2 separate regions of the Triticum aestivum genome follow, and region 1 is linked to region 2. A link is a contact called in public Hi-C data. All regions are on one chromosome and are shown on one strand. Each heading gives the region's core, a stretch centred on a gene start, on an enhancer-like site or on the middle of the called end of the contact. The rest is flanking DNA. Distances are from core to core; before and after follow the strand shown.

Region 1 (6,490 bases), core at 3,467-5,966, 220 kb after region 2:
AGACAACACTATAGCAATTCTGGTCGTCAGGCTCGATTTGTAATTTACTTTAGAACTACTGTATGAGGGTTTTAACTTGACCAGACTGTGCATGAACAGCATATATACACAATATGATCTCTTCTGCTGTCATGTTGAAACAAATTAACATGTACTCCCTCCGTCCGAAAATACTTGTCATCAAAATGGATAAAAAGAGATGTATCTAGAACTAAAATACGTCTAGATACACCCTCTTTTATTTATTTTGATGACAAGTATTTCCGGACGGAGGGAGTATATCGTATATGCGAAATTGTAATACACCCGAAGACCCGTAATCAACATGTGTATATATGAAAAATCATAATACCCCGAAGACCAAGCTGTCTCTGCCCTCTGTGATCGGGAGAAACCAGCAAGCTCCAACTTCTACCCTCTGTCACGATATCACTGAGACAACCCAATAGGCAATTCCACCTCAGCTCCAAATATTGCGTTATAAAGATGAATAACTCTATCTAATTGTACTTCCCAGTTTCTTTGTATTCACGTTCGTATTATGTACAATTGTCATTAATAAACAATTAGTAATAAACAACCAGGGACAATTGTCTCTCACATCTTGTACAAGGCTACTCAGCCGCACAAGAATGGAATAATCAGCCGCACAAGAACGGAGTAAGACAAGGAAAAGGAATTACAAATACAAAAACAGTAAAAAGCAAGCCTTGTCAAGGCGAACAAGAACCCTCAAAAAAGTTTGTCTTCAATTTTGAAATATTTTGCTAATCTGTCTAGAGTCAGAACATGCACACAACAATAAGTTTAACATTGTCTTCATAGGAAACAAACCACCAAAAACAAGAGCAGAAGAAATAGCTTCATATCTCTATCACTACGTCACAGAAACAAACCCAGCTAGAGGCCAGCTGGAGGATCAACATCTCATGTCTAAGAAAAGCAAAGAGCTTTGCAACTCTGCATCCAGTACTCACTATCACTACGTTTTGTAGATCACTTATGTGCATGTACCAATTAAATGTACCCTTTTCCTGTATGATCTACTTTGTCAGAAATCAAGCCTTTAATTGATTTATCAAATATTACAACAAACTAAATTGCTTCTCAATCCATGTGGCGCGGCGTGCCGCCGCGCACTACCTGCTAGTGTTTATTATTCATGCTAGAATTGTATTAACCGGAAACTTAGTACATATGTGAATACATAGGCAAACAGAGTGTCCCTAGTATGCCTCAACTTGACTAGCCCGTTAATCAAAGATGGTTAAGTTTCCTAGCCATAGACATGTGTTGTCATTTGATGAATGGGATCACACCATTAGCTTAGCACTATGATCGTTTAGTTTATTGCTATTGCTTTCTTCATGACTTATACATGTTCCTATGACTATGAGATTATGCAACTCCCAAATACCGGAGGAACACTTAGTGTGATATCAAACGTCACAACGTAACTGGGTGATTATAAAGATGCTCTACAGGTCTCTTCGATGGTATTTGTTGAGTTGGCATAGATCGAGATTAGGATTTGTCACTCCGTGTATCAGAGAGGTATCTCTGGGCCCTCTCGGTAATGCTCATCACTATAAGCCTTGCAAGAAATGTGACTAATTAGTTAGTTGCGGGATGATGCATTACGGAACGAGTAAAGAGACTTGCCGGTAACGAGATTGAACTAGGTATGATGATATCGACGATCGAATCTCGGGCAAGTAACATACCGATGACAAAGGGAACAACGTACGTTGTTATGCGGTTTGACCGACAAAGATCTTGTAGAATATATAGGAGCCAATATGAGCATCCAGGTTCCGCTATTTGTTATTGACCGGAGATGTGTCTCGGTCATGTCTACATAGTTCTCGAACCCGTAGGGTCCGCACGCTTAATGTTCGATGATGATTTGTATTATGAGTTTATGTGATTTGATGACCGAAGGTTGTTCAGAGTCCCGGATGAGATCACAAACGTGACGAGGAGTCTCGAAATGGTCGAGACATAAAGAATGATATATTGGACCATGTTATTCAGACACCGGAAGTGTTCCGGATATTTTCTGGTAAAACCAGAGTGCCGGAGGGGTTACCGGAACCCCCGGGGAAACTAATGGGCCACCATGGGCCTTGTTGGAGAGAGAGGAGGGCAGCCAGGGCAGGCCGCGCCCCCCCTAGCAGTTCAAATTGGACAAGGGAAGGGGGGCGGCGCCCCCCTTTCCTACTCCCTCTCCCTCTCCTTCCTTCCCCCTCTCTCCCTTTTGGTGGAATCCTACTAGGACTTGGAGTCCTAGTAGGACTCCCCTCTTGGGCGCGCCCTAGGGGTCGGCCGGCCCTCCCCTCCTCCCTCCTTCATATACGTGGGGAGGGGGGCACACTAACACACACAAGTTGATCTTTTAGCCGTGTGCGGTGCCCCCCTCCACAGTTACACACCTCGGTCATATCGTCGTAGTGCTTAGGCGAAGCCCTGCGCCGGTAACTTCATCATCATCGTCGCCACGCCGTCGTGATGACAAAACTCTCCCTTGGACTCAACTGGATCAAGAGTACGAGGGACGTCATCGAGCTGAACGTGTGCTGAACACGGAGGTGCCGTACATTCGGTGCTAGTCGGATCGTGAAGACGTACGAGTACATCAACCGCATTGATAAAATGCTTCCACTTTCGGTCTACGAGGGTACGTGGACACACTCTCCCCGCTCGTTGCTATGCTTCTCCTAGATAGACCTTGCGTGATCGTAGGATTTTTTTAAATACTACGTTTCCCAACATACTTGTGGGTCATCAATGTCGCACGATGCATCTCGGCCTTTGGATTCATCACACCACCACCACTAAGCTCGTCGCATACTCTAATGCCGACTAGGCCGGCTGCCTCAACACACGTATGTCTAAAGAGACAAAACACCGACTCTCGGTCTTGTGTCGAGGCGTAGTACCGAGCGGTCGCCAATGCCACAGAGTCAACGTGGCTATGCCAGCTTCTCAGCTAACTCCATCAATCTCTAGCGCGCACCACTATAGTCTATTGCGACAACATCATCTCTATGTACATGCCGAGCACCTGATGCAACATCAACGCATGAGGCATATTAGATCGATCTTCACTTTGTGCGAGAGCATGCCACGCTTGGTGAAATACGCGTTCTTCATGTGCCACAAGCTCGCAGTCCACTGATATTTTGACCAAAGGTTTACCGACAGGCGTCTTCCTCAAACTCTAGTCCAGTCTCAACGTCGGGGAACCCAAAGTTTTGAACAACTCATGCACTATGTGCACATGTACAACCTGCGTGATAGGCATTATCGGCTAGTGTCGTTGTACTCTCTCCCTATCCCCCTCTCTCGTGCAATTGTATATATAAGCACACAATGCCAGTTGATACAATCAGGAAAGAGTTTACACCGCCTAACTCTCTTAGCCATATGTGAAGCTTTCCATGAAGCTTAGATAGGCCACTTGCACATTTTCAGGGTCTAACTCCCCCGCATTTTCATTCTAACTTTCTTTTTTTTTTAGAAAATTTTCAATCTTAACCATGACAGTCAACTTAACCAACAATGGTGTTAAAAAAACTTAACCAACAACGTGCTTTTAAGACATCTCACCACTCATGTCGAACGGTAACCAACAACGTGTTGAAATGAACCCCGCTAAAAAACATGTTGAAGCAAACAACTATATAGAAACTTCCCCGCAAAAACAAATAATAGAATTCATAAACATTAGAATCTAAAAGGAACTCAAAATTAAAGGGGAAATGTTACAAATCAACTGACAGATTACGTCGCTTGCATTGACCGCCTCCCTTTGTTGCCACATGTCCCGTGTGCGCCCTAGTACAGTGCACCCTCGAGTTTCTAGAAATATCCGGGGCAACTCTGTCCCCTTCCTCTAGTGTTTCACCCTCGTTCTTTCAACCCACTTTTTTCGATCTGGATGAAGCCCAAATACTAAGATCTATGCCGGCTACTACAAGGTGCATGCATGAATGGTGTTTGGAAGGCGCTGATGATGCGGGCTAGGGCTCCGCTCGCCACCGCGTGCTTGGCAGATTCATGCCCGTTGCTGCAAGGTGCCGTTGATGCGGGTCAGGGCACCGCTCACCACCGCGTGCTTGGCAGATCCATGCCATTGCTGCAAGGTGCCGTTGATGCGGGCCAGGGCACCACTCATCACCCATGCTAGGCAGATTCATGCCCGTTGCTGCAAGGTGCCGTTGATGCAGGCCAACCCCTTTCTCCTTTCCTCCTCCTCTCTCCTTACCCCCCTCTCTTTCCACAAACGAGCTCCCAAACCAACTCTCATGGCGTTCTCTTCTTGGGTGCTTTTCTGCAATAATACCTTTATTGTAAAAAATTCTACAAAAAGAACTATGTATAAAATTTCATAAAAAACATTCTGCAACAAGACCTTTGTTAGGATTTTTTTTTTACAACAAGAGCAAATTCTGTACCAAAACTTTTGTGCAACTAGATCTATGCTGCAAAAAAAATTATGCAACAAGATTCCGCTCAATGCGCTAGATCCAACTGCTCGCGACTTGGCCAATCTTTTAAAAAGTTCAGCTGACTAGCACGCCTCAAATCAAAGAGACTTGGTTTTATCTATTTGATCCGATATACATCGTGAGAAGGCACGGAAAGGCGATTACATCTGATACGGGCTCCCAAATTTAATTTGGCAGGACATTATCTAAGCCATCGAGGAGGAAATTTAACCAGCCGGCACGGAACTCATCACACCCGATCTACACGTACACACAGCAAGCCGGCCCCGACCGACCCCGAACCAGTTCGTTCCGCCCGGTCGCCGCACCACCCGCCGCCTCAAACACCGGCGGTGGTCATGCCGCCTCCGCCTCCTCGGCAACCCCCGCCCCCACCTCCTCCGCCGCCGCCGTCTTCGCCCCCTCCTCTCAGCGCCCACCGCCTCCCTCTCCCGCCCGCGCCGTCCTCTCCCACCTCGCTCCTCCTCGCGCCGGCCCCCTCCCCGTCCCGCGCCTTCGCGCTCCTCTTCCCGGACGCCTCCGCGCGCCTCTTCGCCTCCCTCCCCGCCCCCGCCCCCGCCTCCGCCGCGTCGCCCGCCCCAGCTCCCACCCCTGTGCCCTCCCCGCTCGCCGCCGCCGCCTGCTTCGCGCTCCTGCTCCCCTCCTCCCACCTCCTCTTCCTCTCCGCGCACCCGGCCCCCTCCTCCCCCGCGGTCCACCTCCGCGCCTACTCCCTCGCCTCTGCTCGCTTCGCCCCCGCCCCGCTCTCCTTCAAGCGCCACGTCTCGCCCTCCAGCCTGCCCCTCCACGGCCTTCCGTTCGGCCTCGGCGTCCGCCTCGCGGGCGGGGTCAACGCCGTGGCGCTTCTCTCCCTCGCCGCCGGGCAGATCTGGGTGCTTGCACCGAGGATGGCCGCGGACGGGAGGACGCTTGAGCTGCACAAGTGTGCGGTCATCCAGCTCGAGCCAACGCGGCCGGTGTATGCCATGGAGGTCGCCATGGGGAGGCTGCTGCTCGGCGAGGCTGGCGGCGTGCGCGTGTTCCCACTGAGGAGTTTGATGAAGGGTGGGAGGGAGAAGGAGGGGAGGAAGGAGGGTGCCGCGGCATCAGCAAAGAAGAGCTTGCATAAGAAAAACGGGATTCTGAATGGACTGATTGTGCCAGTTGGGCGTGGTAGTGGCGCCCGAGGTGGTCAAGGAGGTGCTGCTTCCGACTGTGAGTATTTCCCGCTTCTGTGAAGCTTTGATTCCGTTTTATAACCAGACAATCAAAGAACTAGCACTAAAGTAATTAGGTTTGCGCTTCGTCGCCGACGATTGCGGGCGCCGTTATCTTCCTGAAGACGTTGTCGTGGTGCTCCTCTGCGTGCCAGGGTTCCGGGTGAAGACCCTTGTTCCTTTTGGACTTGGCAACGGCGACGGTTTGCGCCGTTTTCCCTGGGGGGGGGGGGGGGGGGGGGGCGTTGTCGTGGAGCTTATGTGTTTAGGGCACCGTGTAGCGCTGCACTCAGTTTTCCCAATGCTTTCTTTTGGTAGCGTAGTCGTACTTCTGCTTGATCCGACTATCTTGGGATCGGCATTGTTTGAGGGCTACCCCACCATCTTGTATCGTTCGTTCGGCCGTGTACTTCGTTTGATGTTTCCTTTATTATATATAAAGCGGGGCGAAAGCCTGTTTTGAAAAAAAAAGTAATTAGGTTATCAGCTAGGTCTCATGCTCAAAGGTGTGTCTTTGCTATGTGACTTCATATCCGAGTGTTCACCTCGGATGTTCAAGACAACGTAAATGTGCCAGTGGAAATGATGAAATATGAAATGTCTTATCAATTCATATTGTAGGAGTATTTCTTTTTCATTGCAAACAAGGAATATTTGGTTATTTCCATTAATTTAATTGTGTGCCCCTCTAGTTGTCCCACACTTCACTTTCTGTTTGCTGGGTCAGTTAATGGTCTTCTTTTTCATATATGACAGTAAAGGAGCAAAAGCTGGAAGCGTATT
Region 2 (6,668 bases), core at 3,634-6,133:
TGATATAAGATATTCCTTTGACATATATACTTGCTTAGTGATGATTTTTTTTCATCTAATAAAGCCACCGGATAATGGAGCTCACAGGAGAATATTCATGAAAAGGACTAATTAATTTATGCAAACTGGTAAGAACATGATATAATATTACCAGAAATTTGCTAAGTGATCACACATAAGCTAAAATTTGGTAAGTGATCACACATAAGCTAATTGTATTACATACTTACAGGCACCTTACCCTCTCTGAACTGCATTTGATAACCATCCATGACAAATGAGCACATCACTATTATGCAAACTGATTGTTGCTAATATTTTAAGTGTCAGGGGCCTAGACTGTATGAGGTAGCAGTATTTGGATTTTTGCCACCTTCGTCATGTGGCTTTAAGAAATTGCCCCTTTCCATATTGACTCCGTAAAATCGCCACTTAGATCGTTGACACCTTGATTACTATGCCATTAGCAACTCTTTTATTCATTTTTTCTTCTCACATAAGAATGCTCGTGAAAGGACTAAACTGTCCCTGTGGACTGTGGCTATCTGATTGTATCCTAGCTCAACTGAGTTGATCGCCGTTGCCACTCACCCGATCGATGCTAGTCCCGCCTGCCTGCTGGATGGGATCATCGCAAAGGGCAGCAGGTAACTCGGACATCGCTAGTCTCTTGAGACACCACATAGCGAATGTCCGCTCGTATGATCTCTTGTGCCGTTTGTTGTCCTGTGACATATGATGCCATGGACGCGGTCTCATGCTGTGCACACAACAAAGAAGAACATATTGTCAGAGAGATTATTATGAAGAGCAAAGTGTGGGCTTTGCACTTACTTCCCATCTGAAAAGCAATTTGAAATCCACAGGTGTGCTCCTAGAATTTTGCATCTCGTGCAAGCATCAGATATCAAAATTAAATGTTGAACGAAGCGAAAGGACACAACTGAAAAATAGTCTTGAAAGCAAGTGTGAATTATTATGGAGAATCGATCGGCTAGGATAGGCTTGTCTTCATATATCCTGCGGAATATTTCAAAATGCTGAAAGTACCCTCTAGCCTTTGTTTAGATCAAAGAGCTTTCTCATACATTAAGAGACACATATACAATCATGCAGATGCATAACAACAGCTTAGTACTAAGTTTGTACCTCTGTAGCGCTGCCCTGGCTGCAAAATACGAAAATTTTCTTTTAATAAAACGGCCATCTGAAGTTTAGTGAACATCATAGTGCTGTCAGTTTTCCTTCACTCTGTGATTCTTCCATCTTCGTCTCCCCTCCAGCTGATAAAACATGATAGTGCTCTAAGTATTCCTTCACTCAATGATTCTTCCATTTGCTCTCTCCACTCCATCTAATATTCATAGTGTGCGTGTGTCTGTGTGTTTCCTAAAAGAATCAAAAATGGGAATAAAATATGTAGCATACAAAAACGAATTCCAGATTAACCCATAAGAAAAACCTAGTCCGTGATGAAAAGATAGATGAAAAGAAAGGACCTATGTTATGTACGGAAAACATCTTCATTGTCGATTAATGCTCAGCTAATTTCTGAAATAGTAATATATAAGCTTCAGTGACAACCAGTCAAGTACAGTGGCACATTAGTGTCAGACCGGCTTGCTTGCTCAAGACAGAACAGATTGAAATAATCATCGGTAACTTAATTAGGAAATCATCAAGAAAATCATAGAGAAGAACCTTTTGCTCTACTTGAATATATTGTTCATGATCACTGAATTTTTAGTTCCGAGCTAACTGAAATTGTGACTTCAGATCTCACATAAGAAACAGACTGAACCAAGAGTACATGTGAGTTCTATGAGGATTCAGGAGAGGATGCCTAACAGGAGTTGCCACAATAATCCGGCAGGTGGTGCGATGGCTGCGAACATGACGACAATCCACGACGAAGACGATCTAGCGCAGCAGCTTGACCTGGCGACTGGGTGGCACACACGGTACTGCTCTGATCACTTCAGGGATAGTTCTTTTCAAACAAAAAATGATATAATCAACATGGTGTCAAATAAAAATACATGAATGCACCTTTAATATGTTACCCATGTATTTTTGAGATGGCAATATAGACTCAAAGTTTGTAGGTACAGTGCCGAAACATGAGTGGTATGATACCAAATCCACTCATTTTATCTTTGATACATCCAATGGAACTTGCCATGTGGAAAGTCCCCAGCCAACTTCAGGACAAAGAGAACGGATCTGCAACAATAGTGCATTAATCAGTAATCTATACAACACATGTGCTATTGAAGAGCAATACTGCAAGAGGAACCCGGACTACTGTACATTACCTGGACAGCATGACACGTTTTCAGAGCAAAGGAGCAGACACCAATCTGATGTTGGAGACGCCACTTGGGTAGGGGAAGTCGCCAAAAGGCGGCGGCGGCGTCGATTCTGGGGTAGTAGGACGGTGGTGCAGGTCGTCCATGCGGAGGCGAGTCGTCGAGGTGGCCGGGGTTGGGCGCGTAGAGTATGCAGGGTAGCGGGGCAGTGGTGGAGGTCGTCCCCTCGGCGGCGGATCTGCCCGGTGCGCCTGGAACCATGGAGCTCAATCCTTGTCGGCCGGAGGCGGTGGCGATCCTGCACCTGCTCTAGGTTGCGGGTCACCGCCCGGTGGTTGATGGCGTCGCGCCGTCCTGGCTGCTGCGATGATACAGGGAAGGAAGGGATGCGAAGAGAATTCTTTCTCAGGCTGGTCATAGTGGTGAGTAAGTTGACTAGTGTTAAGTCAGTTACTATCTTTATAATGCAAAGTATGTATCATAGATAGTTTCATTTATTGTTTTATAGATTTATTTTACTTCGGGAAGCGCTATGTTACAATAATATATTATATTATTCCAAGCGTCTAAGTTACTATCTTCATAGTGCAAAGTATCTTAATAGTAGTGTCATAGATAGTTTCATTTATTGTCTTATAAACTCATTTTACTTCGGGAAGCGCTATGTTACAGTAACATATTATGTTATTCCAAGCACCTCTCTCCTCATTAAATATTTGTCACATAAGCAAAATTATCCTGGGGTGTGTTAAGTTACTACCTAAGTTACCCCACTATGGCTAGCCTGAAGGCCAAGAGATGTGAAGAGATGGTTCGATGGGCTTCTTTTTATTGGTTTGTACGCTGACTCTTTTCGGCTACGAAGGACCAAAGAGGCCTCTTCGGTTTCCAGAGAGTCCAATCATACCTTTTTTTTTAATGCTGACATGGCGAGCTGCACGATCAAAATAATTAAGAAAAAATGATGATGAGGCAAGGCTGCTGAGGTGGGTAGACAACATGTATAGAGAAATAGGATAGTGGGGATGAATTATTTATGTATTATAGATTCATCATTCCAGTAGAATGACAACAGGCTCATGTATAGAGAACTAGATTACCTTAGCTACCTATCTAATTTATTGTAGAGATTTCAGGATCCACTATTAGACATTGAAAATAGAAATACTTTTTCTTGGTTCAACAGATGATTCGATCGATTTCCTTATCGATTATGAAAACCCATGGGAAGCAACTGGACGAATTGTCCGCGATTGGACATGGAAAATAGAATTACTTTTTGGTGGTCTGATGCCTCTCTTTTAAGAGGCGTGAAGCTAGAATATTGTTTCATTATCTAAAGAACATGAAAGGAAGAAAGGAATAACTATGATATTTTTTACTTAAAAGAAACTTTCTATGATTTTTATAACATTAAATATCATTTGCTATTTTAAAATGTACATTTATACCAAAAAACATATTTGGATTTTTTAAAAAAAATATTTCTATATTTTTTATAATGTCTAGTGGACCTCCCTGAACTATTATGAAAGTTCAATTTACCTCCCACATGGCTGACGTGGCGTCACATAAGCCAGTTGACGCGATGCCACGTCAGTAAAACCGCTTTGACAATTGCATAGGGAGGTGAATCGGCCGGTTTCAATAGTTTGAGAAGCATAAACATCCGGTTCTCTAGTTTAGGGAGGAAATGCTGACTCTCACAAAAGTATTTTTTTTGTTGAACTCTCACAGAAGTCAAGGATGGTAATATGGACTTTGTCGGATTTCACTTTCAACCCGGCTGAGCTCATTCAGCCCACATTGCGCCTCAACGTGTTCTGATCTTCTCCCACTTCACACTTCACAAATTCCTGGAGCGGAGTCCAGCCGAACGAAATAGCATCAAGAAGCTGGCTTCAGGAAGCTGTGGTCGCTGGTAGTGCAAAAATCTGGAGCAGCTTCGGTCCAGCTCCATCGAAACAAGAATCTGGAGTTCACCCGTATTACAACCAATATGCCACCGCCTAAGAAAACGTTTCAGTTGAGCTCCTCCACGTACAGGAAAGAATCGCTCGATTGAATCGTTTTTCTCTCCTCTCATCCTCGTTCGCTGAGTTGGGCTGCCTGTTCACTGAGTTGGGCTGCCTTCAGCCAGCCCAAAGGGGCGCCCGACAGGCCTGTTGCCTGCCAGCTGGGCTGCAACGCTATGAGAAGCTGCCGATGGAGCCGAACGTTTCTGCAATCGCTGCGTGGAGTTAGAAGCGAGGAGAAGAAGCGAGCGTGTTCGGATCTCCTATAACTTCTCAATACTTCTCAACTTCTCAATACTTCTCATAACCAGCTTCTCCTCCTCGCTTTTAACTCCCGAACGACCAGAAGCGAGGTGGTCTGATGCCTCTCTCACAGAAGTTTTGAGAAGTTATAGGAGATCCGAACACGAAATCGATAACTCCCGAACGACCAGTGATTTTGCTTCTCGCCCCGAACGCTCTAATCATCGTCAATTTTTCTGCACTAATTTTAAAGCATGTCAGAGTGCCACGTCGGATGAGGGGTAGCGTTCAGGGATAACGACGCCCACAACGAACGCTCCACCCACTCCACCATTCCCCATTTCTCCCCTTTCTCCCCTGCTCTATCCTCCCCTCGCTTCTAGAGCTCCGCCCGAGAGAGGCGAATTCCATGTTGGTCTATGGAGTCCAGCTACGCATTTCTCCGGCGAGCTACGGGTGGCCGGTGCGTGATGGCGAGGACCACGGTGGCGAGCTCGGAGAGCAGCGGGATGATGTTGCGGCAGTCAGCGCGTGGCTCGGCCAGCGGAGCTGTTCGGGGGGCCTCCGCGCATCGTTTGTGCGCGTGCGCTGCTTGCTCCCCGCGCCGCCGCGGCCGGCGACGAGTTCTCTCTCTCTCCCTCTCTCTCTCGACCAGATCCGTTTTGACGTCTTTGTCCGTACAGAGGAGATCAGCCGCCGTCGGTGGTTGCGGTGTTGAGGGCTTGCCGCAGGTGACCAGGGAGGACAATGGCGGTGGAGGAGGCGAGAATGGCACCTGGGCTGGCGGGCGCGTGGTGCTGAGCAGTGGCTCGCAGGCGCGGTTGCGGCGGCACGATACTTGGCGCCCGCGGGGTGACCGGGTTGAGCCTGTTGCTCGCGGCGCACGGTGGCCATGGTGAGTCGGCTGATCACAGCATCCAATGGCAGCTCACCGAGACACACCGACGGAAGCGCATGGAGAAGCACAACGCATCTGCTGCTTTTTCGTTGCTGGCATGCGCTCCTGAAGCGGGAAGCTCCAGCCTATGTGGTAGGAATGTGTCGTAGTTTTGGGTTCTCCACTTAGATACCACAAAATACCTAGTTGTTCTTTTTAGTCAGAGAACGGTGCTTTTTTTGTCCAGTTTCCTGCTCATGGAGCACAATGTTGCATTTTCTAGTGACCATGTCAAATTTTTGTAACAATGGCATGGCGAAATTATTTCTTTTTTGCAACACGGCAAAATTACCATGTTTTTGCCATGGCAATTTTACCTTTTCTCTTGCCAATGCAAATTTGCCTTTTTTAAAGTGCCATGCTAAATTAACCTTTTTCTGTTTTGTCGTGGCAACTTAACATTTACATACATGGCAATTTACACTTTTTACATAAATGGCAACTGTTTTTACTTTTACTCTTTGCTCATGGCAAATTTACTTCTTTACTTGCCATGGCAAATAACTTTTACATCCATGTCAAATTTTACTTTTTATTTGCCATGGCATTTTTCAATCCACATTTTTTTTGTGTCTTCATGTATATAGTAAAATATCATCACAATAAAATTAACTTTTTTATTTTTGCCATATGGAAAAATTACCTTAATTGACATGTCAAATTTACCTTAATTGCCATGGCAACTCTTAACTTTTATTGCCATGGCAATTTTTATTTTTTATTTTTGACACGACAATTTTACCTTAATTTACATGGAAAATTTACCTATACTGCCATGGCAAATATTTAAATTTTATTGCCATGGAAAATTAACTTTTTTTGCCATGGAAACTCTTAACTTTTATTGCCATGACAGTTTTTACTTTTTATTTTTGACATGGCAAATTTCCATATGTCGCCATGACAAATATTTAAATTTATTGCCATGGCAAATTAAACATTTTTCCCATGGCAAATTTTTATTTCATTCACTATATAGCATGGCAACTTTTTGGTCGTGTAGTCTGGATTTCCTTATTTATCATGAGTGTTTTTTTGCCATATTTTTTCAACAAAATCCATTTACCAGTTACATTTGCTCAAAAAGATGCCTTGTGTTTTAGTGAAAAAAACTCCTAAGTTTGCCATCTATTTTTGAAGAAAAACTTACTAAATTTGCCATGT

Evidence for each region. A called contact is a pair of places that touch in the nucleus more often than the background predicts.
Region 1: a contact with region 2 is called in a Hi-C map of leaf, with 6 times the contacts expected there. The contact joins the promoter of LOC123061808 here to the promoter of LOC123061807 in region 2. A contact is called at or near these places in 2 of 5 Hi-C or Micro-C datasets (both in leaf).

Annotation. Positions count from the first base shown.
Region 1 is chr3A:493,339,497-493,345,986 of IWGSC CS RefSeq v2.1, forward strand. LOC123061808 (atherin) reads left to right here and starts at 4,717. Exons shown (of 7, transcript XM_044485084.1): 1 at 4,717-5,705. The coding sequence starts at 4,850.
Region 2 is chr3A:493,117,461-493,124,128 of IWGSC CS RefSeq v2.1, forward strand. LOC123061807 reads left to right here and starts at 4,884. Exons shown (of 5, transcript XM_044485081.1): 1 at 4,884-5,597. The coding sequence starts at 5,460. LOC123058485 (a long non-coding RNA gene) reads right to left here and starts at 2,750. Exons shown (of 2, transcript XR_006427217.1): 1 at 2,316-2,750; 2 at 177-2,223.